Regions from separate parts of the Zea mays genome. Here region 2 is linked to region 1. A link is a contact called in public Hi-C data. All regions are on one chromosome and are shown on one strand. Each heading gives the region's core, a stretch centred on a gene start, on an enhancer-like site or on the middle of the called end of the contact. The rest is flanking DNA. Distances are from core to core; before and after follow the strand shown.

Region 1 (6,630 bases), core at 2,839-5,338:
GCCGCACAGCCTCTTGCTTCCAATTCGACGGAAAGCAAGCCACCGAGTGCTGCGCGCACAAGCGAAACCAGGCGGTGGGCCGTGGCGACGCCGTCCCTTGGCCCGCGCCCGCCCACGCGCGCGAGACAATTTTCGTCCCCGTCGCTGAGAAACGACGAAAACGAACGGACAAACGATCAACCGTTTCTGTTTTCGTATTCCCTTTTTTTTTCAACGGAAACAGGAACAAGTCGACTGGGAAGGGTAACGATAGCGGAACAAACGATGGTAGGAAACGGACGAAAAGGATCGGAAATGGACGGTAAACGGAACTTAGGCCAGAACTGCATGTCGCAGACGGCAGCCTAAAATACATAAATCGATGTGTATTGGTAAATAGATAATAGATCCAAAAGATAAATCTTCAATAATCATATAATTCTAAGACGCACCGATAATAGAAACAGATAAGTAGTACAATGCCAAATATCCGGAGCTCCAGATTACACATAAATTTAAGACACCACACCTAAAGAAACGACAATTAAAAAAACATACGTTACATGTGAAGAAAAGTCCAATAGTCTACCAAACTCCTATAACATATTTTTCTAATGGTGGATTGGTTGCATGGAGCCAGCTATAGGTGTATATTTGTGCTGTGTCTAATAGGCCGGCCCAAAGCACACAATTGTTGGCACGGCCCAACCTAATTGTGGTCCTGGGACGGCACAGCCCAATATGTGGGCCGTGTCTGGGCCTCAAGTCAAGCTCATGGGCCGGCCTGGCACGGCCTATTTAACTAAGGCACATCGAGGCCCACTAAATATAGACTCATTATTTAACTAAGGTTCATCAAATCTCACATGACCAGCACAACTTGGAGAATCTAGAGCTTCAATATGCCTTCCAGAACCAATACCTAGATGGAGATAGTGAATAGTGATGATGGTTATTGTATATGTATTTTGTATGGCTGTATAGTACTCAACTAAACACTGAACGGAAAGCTGAATATTATTTCTGAGCTAGTTGTAATATTTTTTCTTTATGACCAAAGGTTTTTAATATGCACCCACAAAACATCTTAGTTTTATTTTGGTCATATATATTCTATACTTTTTGTTTATGTATTGTTGTTGTATACATATGGGCCGGTCTGGCACATTAAGGCATTTTGGGTTATTTGGGTCGGCCTGGCACACATAACTAATTGTGGGCCGTGTCGTGGGCCGATGACTAGACACACGTGCTGGCACGACATGATCCTTAATTAGATATGTGCCTTTGTGGGCCGTGCTTTTGTGGTCATGTGTCGTGTCGGGCCAGGCCGGCCCACATGTACAGGTATAGAGCCACTGTGTTACTATCCTCGAGACCACCGCCAATTAAATGATGTTTGATTTATATGGACTAATTTTTAATCTATTTATTTTATTTAGTTTCTAAATTGGTAAATACAGAAACCGTGAGGATAAAAATGGCATATGGCACGGGATGGGATTCATCCGTTTCCATCCATATGTGCGAGTGATGGCACATTGGCACGATCGGTTTCTGTTTCCCGTGTGTCTGTTCCTCTGGCTTTTACTCTCGCGTGGAGAGACGTCGGCGAGGGGCGCGTTGCTGAGGTTTCCGAAACGAGATAAGGCCGAAGCCGGCGGGTAGGCCACCTCGCGCTAGCCATGCCGCGCCCGCCGGCGCGATGAGGACGACGTCGCCTCCAAATAATTGGCCGGATTTGGATCCCAACGGGAGCGGGTGACCCATACCCCGGGCGTCGTCGCGTACGATGGCGGCGGCGGGGCCCATGGATGGAATGATCTATGATCCGCTCATGGCCCGACCCAGCGCATCGCATCCATGAGACTGTTGCGGCTAGATATCGGAAAAAGGCGTAACCGCGTGATTCGTTCGTTCGTTGCAAGGAGCGGCAACAAGTGGAAAGCGGACAAGCGGTACAGGAGGAGGACGGACGAGCTGTAAACGAGAGCTTAACTGAAGCATCAAATTCACATAATGGTATGTCGAGCTCAAGCAGCAATTAATGGCAGTACATGTACATATGAAGCTAGCGCTAGCTGGCTCACCAAGCGCCCAAATTAACTAATCAACCCGTAAAACCCCCCACGCACTGCATTGCTGACGCAGATGCAGGCCCCCTTAATCTACCCCCATTTCATTAATCCTATCAGTAATCATGCTACTGCTAATGACACAATCAGAGTAGGGTACCAGTACTATGTACAGAGACCAATACAAAGGAACCTAGGATTAATTAATTAACAAGGAAGCCCTAATCCCCTGGCGGTCTGGACGGATAATAATCTAGTCAGACCCGAGGTCAGTAGAGGCCGGACCTGGCGGAGGTGACGAACGAGGACGCATCAGCGAACCGGTCACCAACCCCAGATCCCACAAGAGACCAAGATAATCAATCAAATCAAGCAAATTAACCAACCAGACCACGTGACCGGGGCGGGTGGGCGGCCCAGCCACCGGTCGATCGTCGCCCAGGCTTCAGTACTTCCAGAGGTCGGCGAGGTTGAGGGCCGGGTCGTCGAGCTCGGGCAGGAACTGGTGCGACGACGACGGGGTCGCCGCCGACGAGATCTCCGCGTAGCCGCCCGCCGCGTTGGGGTCGGTGCTGAGCCCGGTCTCGCGGGACGGGCTGATCACCGACGCCGTCTGCGCCGAGACCACCTGCTGCTCCGCCTTGCAGTACCTCCGGATCGCCGGGGGGAGGTGGCCGGAGTTCATCGCCGGAAGAGAGAAGTACTGGCTCGGGTAGAACATCGGGGGCGGCGGCTGGTACTGGCACTGCTGCATCTGCAGCAGCGCGTGCTCCTCCATCTTGACCGGGAGGTAGCTCGCGTCCGGAACGGACGCGGGGGCGGGGCCCTTGAAGTCGATCACCTCGTCCACGTCGGCTCCGACGAGGGCCGGCAGCTCCGCGGAGTCGAGGAGCTCGTTGAGGAAGCCCAGCGAGCCCACGCGCTCGAGCTCCGCCGCGCCGGCCGCCGCCAATAATGGCTCGCTCCTCGCCGCCTGCAGCTCCTTGTTGAACACCTTGCACACGGCCCACTCGTCCTGCACCGCACGCAACAAAAAGGACAAGGCGGCAAGAAAAAGAAGAGAGGGGACTTGTTAGCCCACGCCCACCGGCCGGAAATTAAGGGCAGGAGACTTGCTTGCAACGCCGAACGACGGAACGAGTAAGTACACGAGGGCCGGACCTTGGCGGAGCGCGGGAGCGGCTGGGGAAGCCTGCCCTCGAGGCGGAACTCGTGCATGACCCATCCGGTCTTCTCCCCGCGCGGCGCGCGGCCGCGGTAGAAGACGAGCGTCTTCTTCATGCCCACGAGGACGCCGCGGCCCCTGAAGATCTCCTTGTCCTTGCCGGTGGCCTTCCAGTAGCCGGTCTCCGTGGCGCGGTTGGTCCGCGTGCCCGTCGGGTACTTGCGATCCTTGTGGCAGAAGAAGTACCACTCCTTCTCCCCCATCTTGGCCCTGCCTGGAGAAATCAAAACGCAAGCTTCCCAGTTAAATTTAGGCCGCCATGATTCCCAGCCGAGAGAAAGAGAAGTACTACTAGTACAAGCACAAAGTCAAAAAAAAAAGAGGTGCAGGTCTATTTGGCTCTTTGAGGTGAGGACGTATCAAGCAGTAGCGCGCAGTGCTAACCTGGCAGGTCCCATGGCTCGATCCTGTTGAGGTCGACCTCGCCGATGACGCCGGAGACGAAGCGGTGGTCGAGGGCCTTGTGGGTGAGGTAGTGCGAGATGATCTCCTCGTCGGTGGGGTGGAAGCGGAAGCCCGGCGGCAGGTCCATCAGCTGCCCGGCGCCCGCGTCCTCCACCTCCGCCTGGTTTATCACCGACACCTCAGACATCTCCGCCGTGCCGAAAACCAGCAGCCTCCTTCCACTCCAAGCCTCTCCACGATCGGAAGAGGAAATGGCTGCCTCAGGACAGATAAGGAGAGAGAGAGAGAGAGAGAGAGAGAGAGAGAGAGAGAGAGAGAGAGAGAGAGAGAGAGAGAGAGAGAGAGAGAGAGAGGCGTGCGTGAAAGAGAGAGGTGAGCTGAGAAAGAAGGCAAGGGGGCTTGGACTGGAGGAGCGGAGGGAGGGGCTGGGGCGGCATTATATAGAACAGGGTCGTATCTAGAGATGGCCAAACGGGCCGCCCGGCCCGGCCCGGCCCGGGCCCGGTGAAGCCCGGCCAAAAACCGGGCCGGGCCTGCTGTGCCAGCGGGCTTAATTTTCTGTCCAAGCCCGGCCCGCAGCGGGCCTAAACGGGCCGGGCCGGCCCGTTTAGCACGAAAAAAACGGGCCAAAAAGCGGGCTAAACGGGCCGGTAAGCACGTTTTAGTGTAAAAAAACCGTGCTTAACGGGCTTAGAGGTAAACGGGCCGTGCCGGGCTAGCCCGCCGTGCCTAGTTTCCTGTCCAAGCCCGCCCGCTTATTCTACCGTGCCGGGTTCGGACCGGGCCCAAAAAGCGGGCTTCGTGCCGGGCTCACGGGCCTCGTGCTTTTTGGCCATCTATAGTCGTATCGACGCTGTGACGGGCCGGGAGCGGAGAGCCGTGCGGAGGGCGGCTTGTAGACGACGGACCCCGTCCGGCGGGGACCGGGGGGCCCTTCCCCTCACTTCTTACCGCCGGTAGCTGCTGTGTGCCTGTGACTGCCCCACCTAAGGGCTTGTTCGGTTAGCTCTCAATCCATGTGGATTGAGTGAGATTGGATGGGTTTGAATCCCAAACAAGTCAAACCTCTTCTTAATTTTTTCAATCCCATCCAATCCATGTGTATTGGGAATAACCGAACAAGCCCTAAGCTAACTCCAAATTACCTGTCCTAATCGTAATGGCCCGCTCCCCTCCACTGGCCTGCGGAATATTCACTCGCTCGCCGGTTCACAGCTAACGCGGCAACGATGTGGCCGAGAATTGAAAAACCCAGAGCTCTCCCTTTAAAATACCATCACAGTAGGAGCTTCGCTTACTTCTCTGACCTTTGAAAACGAGTGCGGAGCTGGGCGACAGGGAGGCCTATCTGTCTGTCCCCACATGCCAGCGTGAAGAGTTCAACCCGGCGCTACGACACGGACAGGGGAGCAGATATCCTCTCATCCCAGCCAGTTCCTTTCCAGAAAACGGTGAGAAATCCAGATTACCGTGGCAGGCGCTACTCGTGCCGTCGTGCGCTACTCGTCTCGTCCCTAACCGCCGTCCGTGGACCGTGGCTAATGGTGCTCGCTCGATCGCTTCCGTCCCTCGCGCTCTTTTGGGAACATCTGTGTTCGTCGTTGTCTACTGGATGCGCGTAACGCCCCACACGACGGACAGGCAACGGCGAGAACTTTGCGCAAGGATATATGCCGATGGCTCTACACCGGCGGTGTATGGGCGCAGCCGGACCAAAAGCGCACAAAATTCGACAGGGCAGGCGAGCCATTTTCCCTTTCAGAAGGGTGCACGCTCGGCGTCCGCAGTGCCATCAGGGCTCGGTCCCATGCCATTCTCCCAAGCCTTTTTTTTCAGCGTTTCCGTCATCAAGTTCCACGCTTTTTAAGCGGAGCCGCGGAGGACAAAGCATGTCAAGCTATGACGTTCGTCTAATCTGGCTGGAAATATCCACCGGGTTTTTGCTCCCCTTCCCCTCGTGTGATTTTATCTTCCAGACTTCCAGCCGTAAATCTAGTACTACTTATTAAGGGTCTGTTTGGTTGGGCTGTGGCTGTGAAAAAAGCTGCTGTGGGCTGTGAGCTGTGGAAAAAGCTGTTGTGGGCTGTGAGCTGTTAAAAAGCTAAAAAAACCACTAAAAGCCGTTAAAAGTTCTTCGATATTTGTTTTTACAGTTTCATCCGAAAGCCACTAAAAGCAGGTCCAGGGGTGCTTTCAATTTTACACTGCGAGAAAGTCAGCTTTTAGAAAAAGCTGCTTTCTAGATCCAGACCTTTGGTTTGGCTTTTGGCTTTTAGGGGGCAAAAGCCAAAGCTAAAAGCCAAACCAAACACACCCTAAGAGTGTAATAGTAGTCTGCCTCCTGCCGTTCTGCCGTTCTGCCATCCTGCAACCTCAACCGTCCATTCTATTGTTCTACAATTTCAACCGTTCGATCACCAGCCGCTCGATCCCCCACCGCCGCCAGTCGTCCGATCCCATCGCCCGATCCCCGCCCCGGAGGTTGGAGATGCGAGGGATGGCCCCTGCCCCCACCCCCGTTACCCTCGTCCGATCCTCTTCCTTCCCCGCAGTCTCCGATCCGCCCGGCTTCACCAAATCCACCCTCCCCACGCAACAGCCACCGACCGTGTTCGCCGCCCCACCTCCCCACCTGGCGTCCGTGTTGCTCGCCGCCCTGGAAGGGACACGTCCACAAGAGGCAAGGCTGTGCCCCCGCCCGCCCCCGCGCAACTGTCGCGGCGCTCGACGTGTGGACGTCCGAGCCGGCGCCCGTGCAGGAGCGGCGCCGGAAGCTGCTCCAGATGCTGGGGCTCACCGGGGACCCCGCCCTGGCGCGCCTCGAGATGGGCCGATCGGTCTCCTACGACGACGGGCCTGTGCCCGTCCGCCCGGCGCCGGCCTCGCCGCCCATCTCCCGATCTAGATCAGACGGCGGCGCCGTGCCGGCCTCGGCGACCAAGCCGC
Region 2 (6,630 bases), core at 2,279-4,778, 54 kb after region 1:
TCCGCGCGTTAAAAAAAACTGCTGGGCCACGCAGAAGTAGGCGCACGAGGTGGAGAAGGCTGAAGAGTGGGCCCCATGTGTCTGTGACTTGGTAAGGGAAAACGAGAAGTGGGCCGAGGCGCAGGGAAAAACAGGTACTGGGCCACAGGTGTGGATTCGGCCCAAGCGCGAATTTCCTATTTTCTTCTTTTTTTTCTTCTCTTTTTTTTATTTATATTCCCTAATTTGCAATTCTTTCCTAATTTCAAACTCTAGTAATTAAATTCAAATTCGTTGGTGAATTTCACACAAAAACTAAGTGTAAAAAAAAATATAAATGCCAACATAAAGGGGATATAATTATTCGTGCATATATATATATATATATATATATATTATAGGGTGTATTCTTTTCCTTCTCTTTTTTTTTATTTTTAATTTCTCAATTCAAATCCCATTCAAGTTCGACTTCAAATTTTCAAGTATCAAAATAATTCTTAGCTTTCAAAATTCCGTTCTCAAATTTCGACTCTCAAGTATAATTTGAGATATTTGTACTTGCTATTTTATTTCTTCATGTATTTACTTTATTATTTATATATTTTTTTATACACACATTTTGGGCCTTACAATCACCCCCTCAGGCGACACGTGGTAAGAATCTCGTGGTAAGTATTGGAGCTAGCGAGCAGCACCAGCAAGGCAGCAATCACGATTGCTGACGGGCTTGTCACCTTGCGTTTATCCAGAGTGATGATTGATCGGATCGGAGGAGCAGTAGTACTCTCCTGCCACAAGCAGAAGTATTCTAACCGCGCGCCCACGTTAAGCGCTAGTAATTGGCTGCTGGTGGCACCGCATAATCCATATAGTTAACCCGCACGCGTGGCGGCGGTAATTCTCGAGATCCCAACCCGCCGCACCGGCACTGGCACCGACGACAGCGGCAGGGCGGCGGTCTCGCGATGCCCGGCACCCCGCCGCGGCCGTACGCTGCGGTGGGTGGTTTCCGAGTCGGCGGCGACGAAACAATATTGTTGCGCACATGCTGCCGCTTGTGACAAAACAAGGAGCGTCCGCGGTGCTTTAACTTTAACAGTGGGCGGATCGATCGGAGTTGAGTGCGTGTGTACCCCCGCGATATTAGGCTCGGTCTTACGATGATGACGAGCCATATATAACGCACAGGGGCGTTACGTAAGATGTGGTTTGGTAGCACGAGAATTCAACGTACGTACCGAACAAAAGCTTGCAAACTAACCCGTCCGATCCGGTACAGTACACGAGACGGTCGATCGCGTGGTCGTCGCCGCCATGTCCGGCGAGCGGCACCTCGATCGAGCCCCGTGATGTGCTGTGCTGTGCGTGCTAGTGCGGACGCGGACGCATGCGCGTAAGCGTATACATGGTCGGTCGCGGCCTCCGTAGCCAGTAGCCACACGCCTAACGAACGTGGCTATAGCTAGCTAATCGTCTCGCGTCGTGCGGGGGGTTTTGGAGATTAGCGAGCGATTCGTGCTGCTTCACCAACACACCCAAGCAACTCGCTCCCATCCCGACGAAGCAAGCGACAGGTAGAGATAGCTGCTAGGCCCAGGGACGACGAATTAATACAAATGCAATGCGGGTGTTCTACTCTACTAGCTAGCTAGTGGATTCTGGTTTTAAGCGCGCGCGTACGTGCGGCCGGGGTTGGTCCTCGCTTTATGTTTTTGCATGGATTATTTCGTGTGTGGGGTTCGTTAGGACTCGTTTGGGAATGGAGGCATGTGTACGAATACAATACAAAAATGAACCGTATAGTAGTCTTCGATCACCGCTACAAGATTGTACACATATATACTAGAACCCTTAAAATTAAGTCGTGGTGCTCAAGCTGCGATTTCTGACCACCATGTATACCGTTGTGTCAACGGGCGTACAATCTAAACTTGGAAAAAAAAAAGAGTAATGCCGGTGTGTATACTATTATAGTTCCTCGGTCAGCATCGCGCCACTTACTCTAATTTCAACGGCTCACGAAAAAAAAGAGGGAAATGCATACGGATATAGGATACAATAGACTAGGGATGCAGAGGATAAGAGCATCTCCAAAAGATTCTTTATTTTTGACTCTCTATTTGACTCTTTATTTGTCACTTTATAAAGATTAAACTCTAAATATAATATCTCATTCCAACAGACTCTCCAACATGCAAGTTAGCTTGGCTAGCGGGATTTGCTAGCCAAATTTAGCTAGTGAGGGAGTCAATTTAGAGAGCCGGATAGATTGTCAAGTTAAATAGCTAGTCTGTTGGAGAAATATTTTGCTATTAAATAGCTAAAATTTAGCTTAACAAGCTATTTAGCTAGTCTCTTGGAGATGCTCTAATACGCTGGTGCCGTGGTGCCTCTCCATCCTCTGGTTTTTGTTTGACCCGTATTTTTTTATGGAAAAAAATAAGCTAGCTATCGAGAGTTCATTGGAAATTATATGTTTTTTTTTCTTCCTTTCTATGGTCCAGAGCTATTTGTGCTGGTTGACTTGCCGGTCAGTTTTGTGTACCCGTACATGTGGAACAGTAGCAGCTGGTTGGTGACCGACCTGACAATATAAACATCAACCAAAACCCTCGCCGTGATTATAGTCGCTTATGATGTCATGAAGATGCATGGCACCGCTGTCCTCTCGCGGGCAGCATGCATGTTTTTAATTGTTTTTTTTAAGAAAGAAAGAAAGAAGTGTTCTTCCGTACGTGCCATGACTCGTGCGACGTGGGGAGCAACGCGACGACACGACACGGTTGAAATGGCTCTCTATTCCCTTCAGGTATCTTATGCCCATCCTGTTACCTGTTGCTTTAGCTTCTGTAATACGCCATGAAACTACGAAGTCTCATAAGCGTACGTCCGGTCCGGCTGCTCCTGCAACCTGATTAGGAGTACTACTCTACTGGCGCGAGCCGCGAGTCCTCCTACGCGTCGATCGACCGAATTCCCGCCGGCGACATCCATGCAGCGATCCCGGAGGACAACCCGGGAACGGAACGCTCGTTCCGGCCGACGGCGACGGAGGACTCGGGATCGCAACCGGTCCAGTTCTAGTAGCTAGGCGAATGTAGCATTTGACCGCCTCCGGACGCAATGCGGCAGGGGCTTCAGATATCCTGGATCCGGCTCTTGACTGCATCGTAGTACGTACTACACTATCTTGCGTTCCAGACAGATCGACCCTGTTCTGGCTGCGGCTCCATGTCCGGAGCAACCGTGGGGTTTTGGCGGCACTGCCGGCAGGACGCTGGATTCGAGGACGATCAAGGAGGCTGCAAGCTGGAGCATGCAGACAGTGTGCTTCGCGACCACCGGCATGCGGCGACGCTCGTGCCACGCTGCTGCTGATTGCTCTGTTGTCTGGCCTGTTAGCGAAAGGTTCCGGCCTAGTAGTCACTAGTCAGCAGGTCTCAATAGGCTGACGAGCTGCGATCACGGAAACAACCTAGGCCGTCAAATGAGCAGTCTAGCAATAGCTTGGGCCTCTTCCATACCGGTCCGTCTTCCAATGGGCTAGTTGGGCCACCAGTAAATGAAAGATTCGATTCGAAGATTGGACAGCACAGGCCCATCCCAAGCACAGTCGTGCTGGCAGCTCCGGGCAAGGCCCAACCAAAGCATAGACAATCCTCCCCGCAAGTATCGGGTGGGTGCCCCATCAGAGCATATTCGGTTCTACCCCAATCCATATAGATTGAGAGAGATTGAGGAAGTTTTAATCCTTAGTAAGTCAAAATTCCTCTCAATCCGTATCAATCCCCTCCAATCCATATGGATTGAAAATAATCCGTATCATTTGGATTTTGGAAGGTGCTCGGTGCATTTGCCCCGTGGCAAGAACCATCAACGGGACTGACGATTACACAGTCTACACACGGCCAATTACACAGTCTAGTCCATCAACCATCGGATTATAGCTAAGTTCCTTTAACCACTCTTCTAAACTTTAGTCTCTAGAATTTTTATTTGGAAAGCCTCCATTAGTTATAGTGGTTGATAGTTTAGAAACTAAAAGTGACCCACTAAACTTTAGATAGGAGCCAAACACCCACTAAAGCTTACAATCTCGAGACACGCAATGTAAAATTTTAGCTAAAAGTTAGTGCCGGTATCCAATAGAGTTGGCAATGGGTTGTGATTCCTTATTTTCCCGTGAGGAAATTCTCCATTAGGAGACGGGAATAGAGAAGTTTCCTAGACCATGGAGATATAAACCGGAATTTTTTCCCCTGCCGGGTAAACGAGGATGGAGAAGCATTCTCCATCCCCGTTTCCTGTTGGGACGGTTAAATTTGCACGTGACGATAATTTTATGTACTAGCTAATGATAAAAATAAATAATAGACATCACTAATTGTACAAATATGTTCGTATTTATATATACAAAATAAATTCTTACATCTAACAATATACATATGTCGGTGTTTCGAAACCCGGGGGGTCCCTGGACCGACGAGTGAATCGTCGCCGCGTGCCCCAGCCCAGATGGGTCGACGCGAGGCGGAACGCGAAGGGGGGGGGGGGGAATGGATGTAGCCGGAGGGAGGCAGGCGTGAGAGAGTGGATCCCGCGGCCTTCGTGTTAGCCCCGCGCCTGAGTCGGGTGCGCTTGCAGTAGGGGGATACAAGCGTCCACGCGGGAGTGGGAGCGAGCGGCCTTGCGCGAGCGCCGTCCCGTCCTTCTCCGCGCGGGCCAACCAACCCTCTGTAAGAGGGCCCTGGTCCTCCCTTTTATAGGCGTAAGGAGAGGATCCAGGTGTACAATGGGGAGTGTAGCAATGTGCTAACGTGTCTAGCGATGGAGTGCTAGCGCCCTAAGTACATGCCATCGTGGCAGCCGGAGAGGTCTTGGCACCCAGTTCGCGTGGTGTCGTGGCTGTCGGAGGAGTGCTGGAGCCTGGCGAAAGGACAGCTGTTGGGGCTGTCGAGTCCTTGCTGACGTCCTCTTGCTTCCGTAAGGGGGCTGAGAGCCACCGTCGTCACAGGGCATGCGGGGCGCCATCATTACTCGCATGGTGGAGCGAGCCAGATGGGACGCCGGTCTGGTTCCCCGTAGCCCGAGTCAGCTCGGGGTAGGGTAATGATGGCGCTTCCTGTTGACGTGGTCGGCCCACGCCCTAGGCTGGGCGAGGTGGAGGCTCCTCCGAGGTCGAGGTCGAGCCCCCGGGTCGGGCGAGGCGGAGTTCGTCGTCTTCCGGGGCTGAGCCCATGTCCGAGCCCTGGGGTCGGGCGAGGCGGAGTTTGCCGTCTTCTGGGGCTGAGCCCGAGTCCGAGCCCTGGGTCGGGCGGAGTGGAGTTCGCCGTCTTCCGGGGCTGAGCCCGAGTCCGAGCCCTGGGTCGGGCGGAGCGGAGTTCGTCGTCTTCCGGGGCTGAGCCCGAGTCCGAGCCCTGGGTCAGGCGGAGCGGAGTTCGCTGTCTTCCGGGGCTGAGCCCGAGTCCGAGCCCTGGGTCGGGCAGAGCGGAGTTCGCCGTCTTCCGGGGCTGAGCCCGAGTCCGAGCCCTGGGTCGGGCGAAGCGGAGTTCGCCGTCTTCCGGGGCTGAGCCCGAGTCCGAGCCCTGGGTCGGGCGAGGCGGAGTTTCCTATGACGCCCGAGGCCGGCCTTGGCTGCTGTCAGCCTCACTTTGTCGGGTGGCTCAGCAGTCGGAGCGGCGCAGGCGGCGCTGTTCTCTTGTCAGACCGGCCAGTAGAGCGGCGAAGTGACTGCGGTCACTTCGGCTCTATCGACTGGTGGGTGTGCGTCAGGATAAAGGTGTCAGGCCACCTTTGCATTAAATGCCCCTGCGATTTGGTCGGTCGGCGTGGCGATGTGGCCAAGGTTGCTTCTCGGTGAAGACTGGGCCTCGGGCGAGCTGACAGTGTGCCCGTTGCTGGAGGGGGGTCCTCGGGCGAGACGTAGGTTCTCCGGGGTCGGCCTCCCTTGCCCAAGGCTAGGCTCGGGCGAGGCACGATCGTGTCCCTTGAGTGGACCGATCCTTGATTTAATCGCACCCATCAGGCCTTTGCAGCTTTGTGCTGATGGGGGTTACCAGCTGAGATTTAGGGGTCTTGAGGGTACCCCTAATTATGGTCCCCGACAGTAGCCCCCGAGCCTCCAAGGGAGTACTAATACTCGCTTGGAGGCTTTTGCCACACTTTTTTGCAAAGGGACCAGCCTTTTTCGGTTGCATTCTATTCCGGTGGGTGCGCGCGAGCGCACCCGCCGGGTGTAGCCCCCGAGGCCTCGGAGGAGTAGTTTTACTCCTTCGAGGTCTTAGTGCGTTTTGCAACACTTCGGCTGGTCTAGTTGTTCCCTCATGCGAGCTGGCCGTAGCCCGAGTGCACGGTCGGGTCCCAAGTTCTCGGGCTGGTATGTTGACGTTGTCAACGGTTTGGCCGGAGCCGGGTTTGCGAGAGCAGCCCCCGAGCCTCTGCACAGGGCGAGAGGACGGTCAAGGACAGACTCTTCTTTTTTTTACATACGCCCCTGCGTCGCCTTTCCGCAAGGAGGAGGGGGGGGGGAGCGCCATGTTGCCATCGGAGGGCGCCGAACATGGTGTTTCTGGTGAGCTGCTGGCGGGTAATCCGAGCGGACGCCCGTGCCCCATTTGCTAGGGGTCGGCTAGAGGCCCAGAGGCGCGCTCC

The links. A called contact is a pair of places that touch in the nucleus more often than the background predicts.
Region 2: a Hi-C map of leaf shows a contact between it and region 1, with 8 times the contacts expected there. The contact joins the enhancer-like site here to the promoter of LOC103634602 in region 1. A contact is called at or near these places in 8 of 25 Hi-C or Micro-C datasets (bundle sheath, ear, endosperm and 2 more) and 1 of 3 datasets of contacts at active chromatin or transcription factors (leaf).

What each region holds. Positions count from the first base shown.
Region 1 is chr1:53,477,667-53,484,296 of Zm-B73-REFERENCE-NAM-5.0, forward strand. It overlaps LOC103634602 (NAC domain-containing protein 92), which reads right to left and starts at 4,089. Exons shown (of 3, transcript XM_008657013.3): 1 at 3,664-4,089; 2 at 3,216-3,493; 3 at 1,967-3,069. The coding sequence starts at 3,871. The coding sequence ends at 2,500. It also overlaps the pseudogene LOC109943619.
Region 2 is chr1:53,531,888-53,538,517 of Zm-B73-REFERENCE-NAM-5.0, forward strand. No RefSeq gene overlaps it. Among protein-coding and RNA genes, the nearest start is that of LOC103634602, 53 kb to the left of the region's middle. Within about 2 kb of position 3,529, at least 18 of the 20 cell types and tissues checked have an H3K27ac peak or open chromatin away from gene starts, as enhancers often do. A contact at or near this core is called in bundle sheath, ear, leaf and 1 more, where this site is marked.